Regions from separate parts of the Triticum aestivum genome. Here region 1 is linked to region 2. Evidence: chromatin contacts called from public HiCAR-type data. All regions are on one chromosome and are shown on one strand. Each heading gives the region's core, a stretch centred on a gene start, on an enhancer-like site or on the middle of the called end of the contact. The rest is flanking DNA. Distances are from core to core; before and after follow the strand shown.

What was found. HiCAR-type assays count read pairs that join an accessible place to other places.
Region 1: a contact with region 2 is called in a HiCAR-type map of leaf, with 4 times the contacts expected there. The contact joins the promoter of LOC123121462 here to the promoter of LOC123121461 in region 2. A contact is called at or near these places in 2 of 5 Hi-C or Micro-C datasets (both in leaf) and 1 of 1 datasets of contacts at active chromatin or transcription factors (leaf).

Annotation. Positions count from the first base shown.
Region 1 is chr5D:321,423,040-321,427,052 of IWGSC CS RefSeq v2.1, forward strand. LOC123121462 (alpha,alpha-trehalose-phosphate synthase [UDP-forming] 6) reads left to right here and starts at 1,486. Exons shown (of 3, transcript XM_044541453.1): 1 at 1,486-4,013. The coding sequence starts at 2,192.
Region 2 is chr5D:321,043,620-321,047,535 of IWGSC CS RefSeq v2.1, forward strand. It overlaps LOC123121461 (vacuolar iron transporter 2), which reads left to right and starts at 1,653. Exons shown (of 4, transcript XM_044541451.1): 1 at 1,653-1,996; 2 at 3,254-3,339; 3 at 3,448-3,562; 4 at 3,658-3,916. The coding sequence starts at 1,761.

The sequences.
Region 1 (4,013 bases), core at 236-2,735, 380 kb after region 2:
ATATCCAGATCGTAGGGCTGCCTGGCGCCCGGCCTAAAGTCGCGCCGGTCGACCGGCACAGTTACTCATAACTGATTTCTTAATCTGTAAGAAAGACGGGACGACCTCCGGCGCGGGTGAGAGTTGACTTTTTTCTTCTTCAACCGGACGGTCATTCATGTCCAGATCGTAGGGGCTGCCCGGCGCCCGGCCTAAAGTCGCATCGGTCGGCCGACTCAGTTACTCGTAACTGATTTCTTAATCTGTAAGAAAGCCTGGACGACCTTAGGCGCGGGTGAGAGTTGACTTTTTCTCTTTTTCTTTCTTTTTTTCTGCAATCGGACGGTCATTCATACCAGATCGTAGGGTCCGCCTGGCGACCGGCCTAAAGTCGCGCGGGTCGACCGGCGTAACTGACCTTTCAGTTTCGGAAGTCTACGTTCCTTTTGGTGGGGTGGACTCTGGGTCTCCGGTGTGAACGCGGCCCCGTGTATCCCTCCTGTCGGAAACAACAGCCGGGCCGCCGCACGCGCCGAGGCGCCCTCAGCGTCCGACACGTAAGCGCTCGCACGTGCGCGAGAGGCCGCCCACCCCGCGGACCCCACCCCCGTCCACCGATCTCATCCGGTGCGGCTTGAAGATGGATATACATATCTCCTAGGGAAACCCGGCGGATCATCTGCGCGTCCACCTCCCGCGCCCCCTCCCCCGCGCCCGTCCGATCCCGATCGTGCGGCCCACGCCCCGGCCGCACCGGTCAAACACCGTGGGGCCCCCCAGAGCGGCCGCCGCGCTCCCGCGGATAAGATCGCGCGCGGGCTGCTGCCGCCCGCGAGGGACTGCGCCATGGACTGCGCGCGGTGGAGTCTTCCACCCAGCCCCCTGGGTTCACGGGTACTTCGCGGGCCGGACGGGCACGAAGACTTTCTTCATATCCTCAGGAGAGGCCGTTTTTGTTGGATTGCGGCCGCCCGCGGCGCGATCAATGGATGAGGGCTGCAGTAAACGCATGCAACCACGTCATTATCTATCCTTCTGACAGCAGGCAAAGGCACCGATCTTCGGCCGCAGGCCAGGAAGTCACCATCCGATAAAAAACACAGTAGCACTCAATCAACAAAAAAAAAGTACGCGCTCATAAATAAAAAAGTATATAAGTATATATCCAGGGGTAAAAGTTGGAATTGAGAACCACTGCAAGCAAAGCAGCTTTTTTTATGGCAACCGCCACGGCATGCACGCAAGGAAACCGTGGTGACTGACCGATCTCTTGTCCTGTAAGAAAGTGAGCATTGATCGAGTGGATGGATAATGCTGATCCCTTGGGTCAGTCAGCAGGGACGATTATCCATCCCGGAAACAAATAGCGCCAATGGTTTGTCATGAATTCTTTGGCTGCTGTTAGGTGGACGGCGTGCGGCGCGGCGCCCGTGGACGGCATCCCGATGTTTATCCAGGGTGCTTAGTGCGAAATTCCGATTATATTTAATCCGCGTACGGGGCGACGGCGAGAGGCATCGCAGAGTTCATCAGACCCGCGCTCGCCAGCTCGAGCGAGGGCGAGAAAAATACTCTATCCATTCCAGTCTTCACAAAGAAAAGCCTCGCCTCCATTCCGTTACTTGTAGTCGTGATAGATAGATCCCACCCCGGCCCAGCCCCTCCGATCCTCAAGAGCCACCGCCGCACGCCGACCGACGATCACCCCCGCATCCCTCCCGCCACCGCCTTTCCTCCCTCCTCCGCCGCGTCCGTCTTTGCCAATCCGTCGAGTTTCCCCGGAGTTTCCGCCACCCTCTTTCGAGTTCTTGTTGCTGCTTAATGCTGGTCCGGGGGATGGGCGGCGGCGTCTTCTGTTGTCCGGTGGCGGCGATCTGCCGATGTGGCGGCCGCGTGGGCGGCGGGAGGAGGAGCACCTGAGACGGTGCCGCTCTGCCGCCGTGTTCCGTTCCCTTTGACCGAAAGGTGCCGCTCCTTTCCGGAAAGGGGAAATTTGTTTCTGCGCTTCTGGCGACTTCCTTTGCGCCGATTCCATTCCTTGTTGCCTCGCTAAATCTCGCCCGGATTTCCTCTTCCCCTTGGACTCCATCCCGGTCGCAGATCCTTTTCCTCCCTGCCCGCCCATTCTTGCTCTGCTCCGTCACTCGCTCTGCAACTGCAACCTCGAGTTCTTGCTGAGTTTGTTGGTCAAGAAGATCACATCTGGGAGAGGATGGCGTCGAGATCCTACTCCAACCTCTTGGAGCTCGCCGGCGGCGCTGACCGCGACCAGCCGCTGCCGTCCCTCGGGCAGCCACGCATACCGCGGGTGATGACGGCGTCTGGCATTGTGCCCGGCCTTGACCGCTCCGACGCCCCCGCTGACGCTGCCGCCTCGGTGGCCTCCGACGACCAACCCGACCAGCCGCCGCGGGAGCGCACCATCATCGTGGCCAACCAGCTGCCCATCCGCGCCTGCCGCGGCGCCGACGGCGCCTGGGAGTTCTCCTGGGACCAGGACAGCCTCCTGCGGCAGCTCAAGGAGGCTCTGCGCGCGCACCAGGGCCGCGCCCACATGGACTTCGTCTACATCGGCGGCCTGCGCGACGACATCCCGGCGGAGGAGCAGGACAAGGTCGCGCTCGAGCTCTACGACCGCTTCCGCTGCGTGCCCGCCTTCCTGCCGGACGACCTCCGCTCCCGCTTCTACCACGGCTTCTGCAAGCAGCAGCTGTGGCCACTGTTCCATTACATGCTGCCACTGTCGCCCGAGCTCGGCGGCCGCTTTGACCGCGACCTGTGGAAGGCCTACCTGTCCGTCAACAAGATCTTCACCGACAAGATCATGGAGGTGATCAACCCCGAGGAGGACTTCGTCTGGGTGCACGACTACCATCTCATGCTCCTGCCCACCTTCCTGCGCAAGAAATTCAACCGTGTCAGGCTGGGCTTCTTCCTGCACAGCCCGTTCCCATCATCGGAGATCTACAAGACCCTGCCGGTGCGCGAGGAGGTGCTCCGGGCGCTGCTGAATGCCGACTTGATTGGGTTCCACACATTTGATTATGCCAGGCATTTCCTCTCATGCTGCAGCAGGATGCTGGGAATGAAATACGAGTCGCAGAGGGGATACATTGGACTGGAGTATTATGGACGGACTGTCACTGTCAAGATACTGCCGGTGGGGATACATTTGATGCAGCTGCAGGCAGTGCTCAACCTCCCGGAGACCGGGCTCAAGGTCGCCGAGCTTATGAAGGAGTTCCCTGATCGTCACCGCATCATGATGCTTGGTGTGGATGACATGGACATATTTAAAGGCATCAGTCTGAAGCTTCTGGCATTTGAGGAGCTCTTGACGCAGCATCCAGAGTATCGAGGAAAGGTGGTGCTGGTACAGATTGCCAATCCGGCGAGGGGGAAGGGAAAGGATGTGAAGGAGGTACAGGATGAGAGCTATGCCATGGTGAAGCGCATCAATGAGGCATTTGGGCAGCCAGATTACCAGCCAGTCATATTGATCGACAGGCCACTGCACTTCTATGAGAGGATGGCATACTATGTTGTTGCTGAGTGCTGCTTGGTGACCGCGGTGAGGGATGGCATGAATCTTATACCATATGAGTACATCATTGCTAGGCAAGGGAATGAAAAGATTGACAGGATCCTGGGTCTCAGCCCTTCCACAAGGAAGAAGAGCATGCTTGTCGTGTCGGAGTTCATTGGCTGCTCGCCCTCCCTGAGTGGCGCGATTCGGGTGAACCCTTGGAACATTGAGTCAGTGGCCGAGGCAATGGACAAGGCCTTGCACACAGGTGAAGGTGAGCAGGCGCTGAGGCACGAGAAGCATCACAAATTTGTGAGCACACATGATGTCGGATACTGGGCAAACAGCTTCCTGCAGGATCTGGCGAGGACTTGCCAAGACCATAACAAGAGGCGCTGCTGGGGCATAGGATTTGGGCTAAGGTTCAGGGTTGTGGCCCTTGATACGAGCTTCAAGAAGCTCGCGGCTGAGCAGCTCATCTCAGCCTACCGGAAGGCAAGCACGCGTG
Region 2 (3,916 bases), core at 403-2,902:
CGGGCGGGAAACTTTACCCTGATCCGTCGTAATTTTTGGGGAGATTTTCCCAACCGAAAGTTAGGCTACTTTTCCGCAAGTTGGCGTGGGGGGAGCTGCTCACCGCAGTGCGCCGCTGGGCGCGCGTGGCGCGTGCGGCGGCGGTCGCTAGCGGCTCCTGCTTTTCTGTGCCGCCTTTTGTCATCGAGGCTCGTGGCGGGCACACGACAACTGCCTGCGTGTCACGGCCGCGCCCACGCGTCCACCGATGGCGACCGGCGGCGTCTATCCCCACCCTCTTGGACGCACATGGACGCCTGGATATTTGCATGTGGTTGCCTCGGCCGCCTTTTGTTGTGTGTGTGTGCGCTTAATCTGCGTTGATCGATCGTGATTCATGAAGCACTTTTTGTTAATTATTGCAGGCTGATGGGAATCCATGGACCTGTTCTGCTGAAGTTCCTGTGATCGCTCCAAGTTAGCAGATGGGATCATCAACTTTTGTGCAGCGGTATAAACTGTAAAAAAAAGTGCAGCAAGCTCATCCCACTGTAAAAAAAAAAGCGATGTGAGTGTAGCTCGATGCCATCTCTATGCCTCCACCTCAGCGGAGTAAACTTGTTTAAACCCATGAGCTTGTAAAAGCAGCGGCACGGAAGTCGTCGATGTAGAGCAGGAGACGACAACGGCCGCGATTTGTAAATCATCCCGGAGAAGAAAACGCCGAAAAATGCATGTAGAAACTCCGGAATCCACTAAAGCCGGTCGAATTTAGACGGATCCACTAAAAACCAAAACCGCCTAGATCCCAGAAGACCCGTCGGAAACATAGGTCCACACGCCCTCAGCCCGGGGAAAGGGCCGGAAGGACATTATTACTACACTAGGATAGCATGCCCCAAACCAGACATGAAGACTCCTTAAAGAAAACCCGAGACAAACGCTCATGCTACTGCACGCTGATATCGAGCTCACCTCTGCCCAAGACCATGCACCGACACTCTCTTCTCTGGTGACTGAGCCAGGCCGCACGGCTATCGAAGATCGCTGCGTTGGATCACCAGCGCCGCTGTCAACCATCGCCTGCCGAAGACCGCAGCTCACCATTCATCTCCGCCGACCCACAACAGCCCACCAACAGCTCCATAGTAGCCCCCCCCCCCCCCCAAATCAGCAACGCCCCCGTCGGCATCAACGCCGCACAGACTTTTCCTAGTGAAGCACCCTGGCGACGACGAGAGAGGAAGAAGATGGTGTGTGTGTGTGGGGGTGGGGGGGGGGGGGGGTTGTCACTTGCCTCAACCCTCTCTCGCAAGGCGTTGCGGCACTGGTTGTGCTAGTTCATATTCCTGCATTTTACAAATCCTTTGAATCAAAGATGCCCTAAAAGTTGGACGTGCAATAACGATCGTTGTCTCCTCCTTTGAGTTTATGCAAACAATACAACTTGGCATGAGATGGATCCGTGGTTCCATGGTAGATTGGTCTCAGCAAATAATAAAGTGAAGTACGGACGCATAAAAACAGAATCAGACATACTCACCACACATTCACATAGTACCTCGCGTGCCCAAATCCCAAGATTGCCCCGACTTCCCATGTCCAAACAGGACATTTCACCCGGCCTCCAACCCCTATAAATCCCCCCTCCCAGCTCTGTCCACTTCGCCTACACCAAAACCCACCCTTGTCATCGCAGATCACGAGCTAGCTAACTGAGCGCAGGAAATAGTTAAGCACACCAGCTCGCTCGTAAGCACGCTCCCACGCCGACCGGCAAGATGGTGAAGCCTGTGCAGGACGAGGAGAACCAGAGGCTGCTCCTCGACGACCACAAGGAGAAGCACTTCACCTCCGGCGAGGTGGTCCGGGACATCATCATCGGCGTCTCCGACGGCCTCACCGTGCCCTTCGCCCTCGCCGCCGGCCTGTCCGGCGCCGACGCGTCTTCCTCGCTCGTGCTCACCGCCGGGCTCGCCGAGGTCGCCGCCGGCGCCATCTCCATGGGGCTCGGAGGGTAAGGAGAGAGATCAAAATCTCCTTGATTTTCTGGGTATATGTTTGCTCTGATTAATGTCGTTTGTTACTCCTCCGGCCAGCTATTGCTTTCCTGAACATGCCGCATGCATGCTGCTGGCTTGCTGGATGCTTGATTAGCCAATTCTGGATTTGTATGCAAAGGCTTAATTATTTCTGAAACAGAGATTAGTGAGAGTAGCTTGCTGTTATTGATGCCAAGAATGGAAAGTAGGGGAATGCTTAATAACGTCCACTAACCAAAAATTGGAGAACTTTGTCGCACAGACGAATGTTTTTTGATGAGTACCAGCTAATTTTTATACTCCTACAGTGTTAAGTACCTTCCTACATTGTTCACTAAGTTGGGTCATTTATTGTCCAGAGTCTGGACAACCACTTACCTAGGATTTCTGTAGTTTTCCTTTGTGTCAGCAACAGCTAGGAGTACAAAACAATACTTCCTCCGTGACAAATGCAGGACCTATTTTATGCCCTATGCAAAACCAAAAACAAAACTGTTCCATGCCCGATCTTTGCACGACATGTAAATCCAGCGGCTAGTGCCCTTTTCAGCCATACGCATGTCCGGCTGGATTTAATCTTCATGTGTGAATTGTGTATTTATTAAGAAAAAAGACGGTAAGTGAGGCCCCATAGTAGTTGGTGTAACAAACCCAAGTTACAGGTACCATGCCTTAAATCTGAGTAGGTGGAAAGGCAGCAACCCCTTTCCACCAATATGTTGTGCGTTAGTCTGTGAATCATGCAGATTTTGTCGTGTGCATAGCATGACTCAATCAAAAATGTACAATTATATGCTAGACTCCTAGTGATCCCAAAATGCAATACTGTTCACCCACACTAAGCGCACCTGCACACACACGTGCATAGGAATTTGACCGGAGTACATTAGAAATAGGGATTATTTTCACACATGAATTACTCAAAATTTTTTTGCCAGTTTTTCGTTGATGTATATATGGAATATTCACCAAACGAATAACAAAGTTCTGGAGCAAAATATTCGTTATTTTCAGAGTTTATAGTTTCTCCCTGTTTCACAATTTCAAGCACTACTATTTTTTAGAAAATCGCAAGCACTAATTTTTTTTAGCAAAAGGACTAATTACTAAAACGGGCCGAAGTGATGTCTATATTTAACCCAGCCCAAAGCGGGCCAACTTCTGCTGGGCCGTACCAAACGGAATTAACGCAGTAAAAGCCTACGGCTAATGTGGGCTCGCACTCTTGTCAGGTACCTCGCCGCTAAGAGCGACGCCGACCACTACTACCGGGAGCTGCAGCGCGAGCAGGACGAGATCGACACCGTCCCGGACACAGGTCACTCTCTCACTTGACACTCTTTATTCATCTAAAAAAACTTGACACTCTCTATCGATTCTAATCTAATCTAAGTATCTAACGGCTGAGATGCATTTCTTTGAGCAGAGGCCGCAGAGATCGCGGACATACTCTCTGAGTACGGGCTGGGCCCCGAGGAGTACGGGCCGGTCGTGACCTCCCTCCGCAACAACCCAAAGGCCTGGCTCGAGTTCATGATGAAGTAATCAAATCAGTCAAGCTTAACAAACCCACTCATTTTTTTTTCTAATTAATCTAACCATGTGACTGATCACGGCGGAACTTTGGCGCACGCAGGTTCGAGCTGGGGCTGGAGAAGCCGGACCCGCGGCGCGCGCTGACGAGCGCGGCGACGATCGCGCTGGCCTACGTCGTCGGCGGCATGGTGCCGCTCTCCCCCTACATGTTCGTGGCGTCGGTCGACAGCGCCATGATGACCTCCGTCGTGGTCACCCTCGCCGCGCTGCTTTTCTTCGGCTACGTCAAGGGCCGCTTCACTGGGAACCGCCCGTTCCTCAGCGCCATCCAGACCGCCATCATCGGCGCGCTCGCCTCC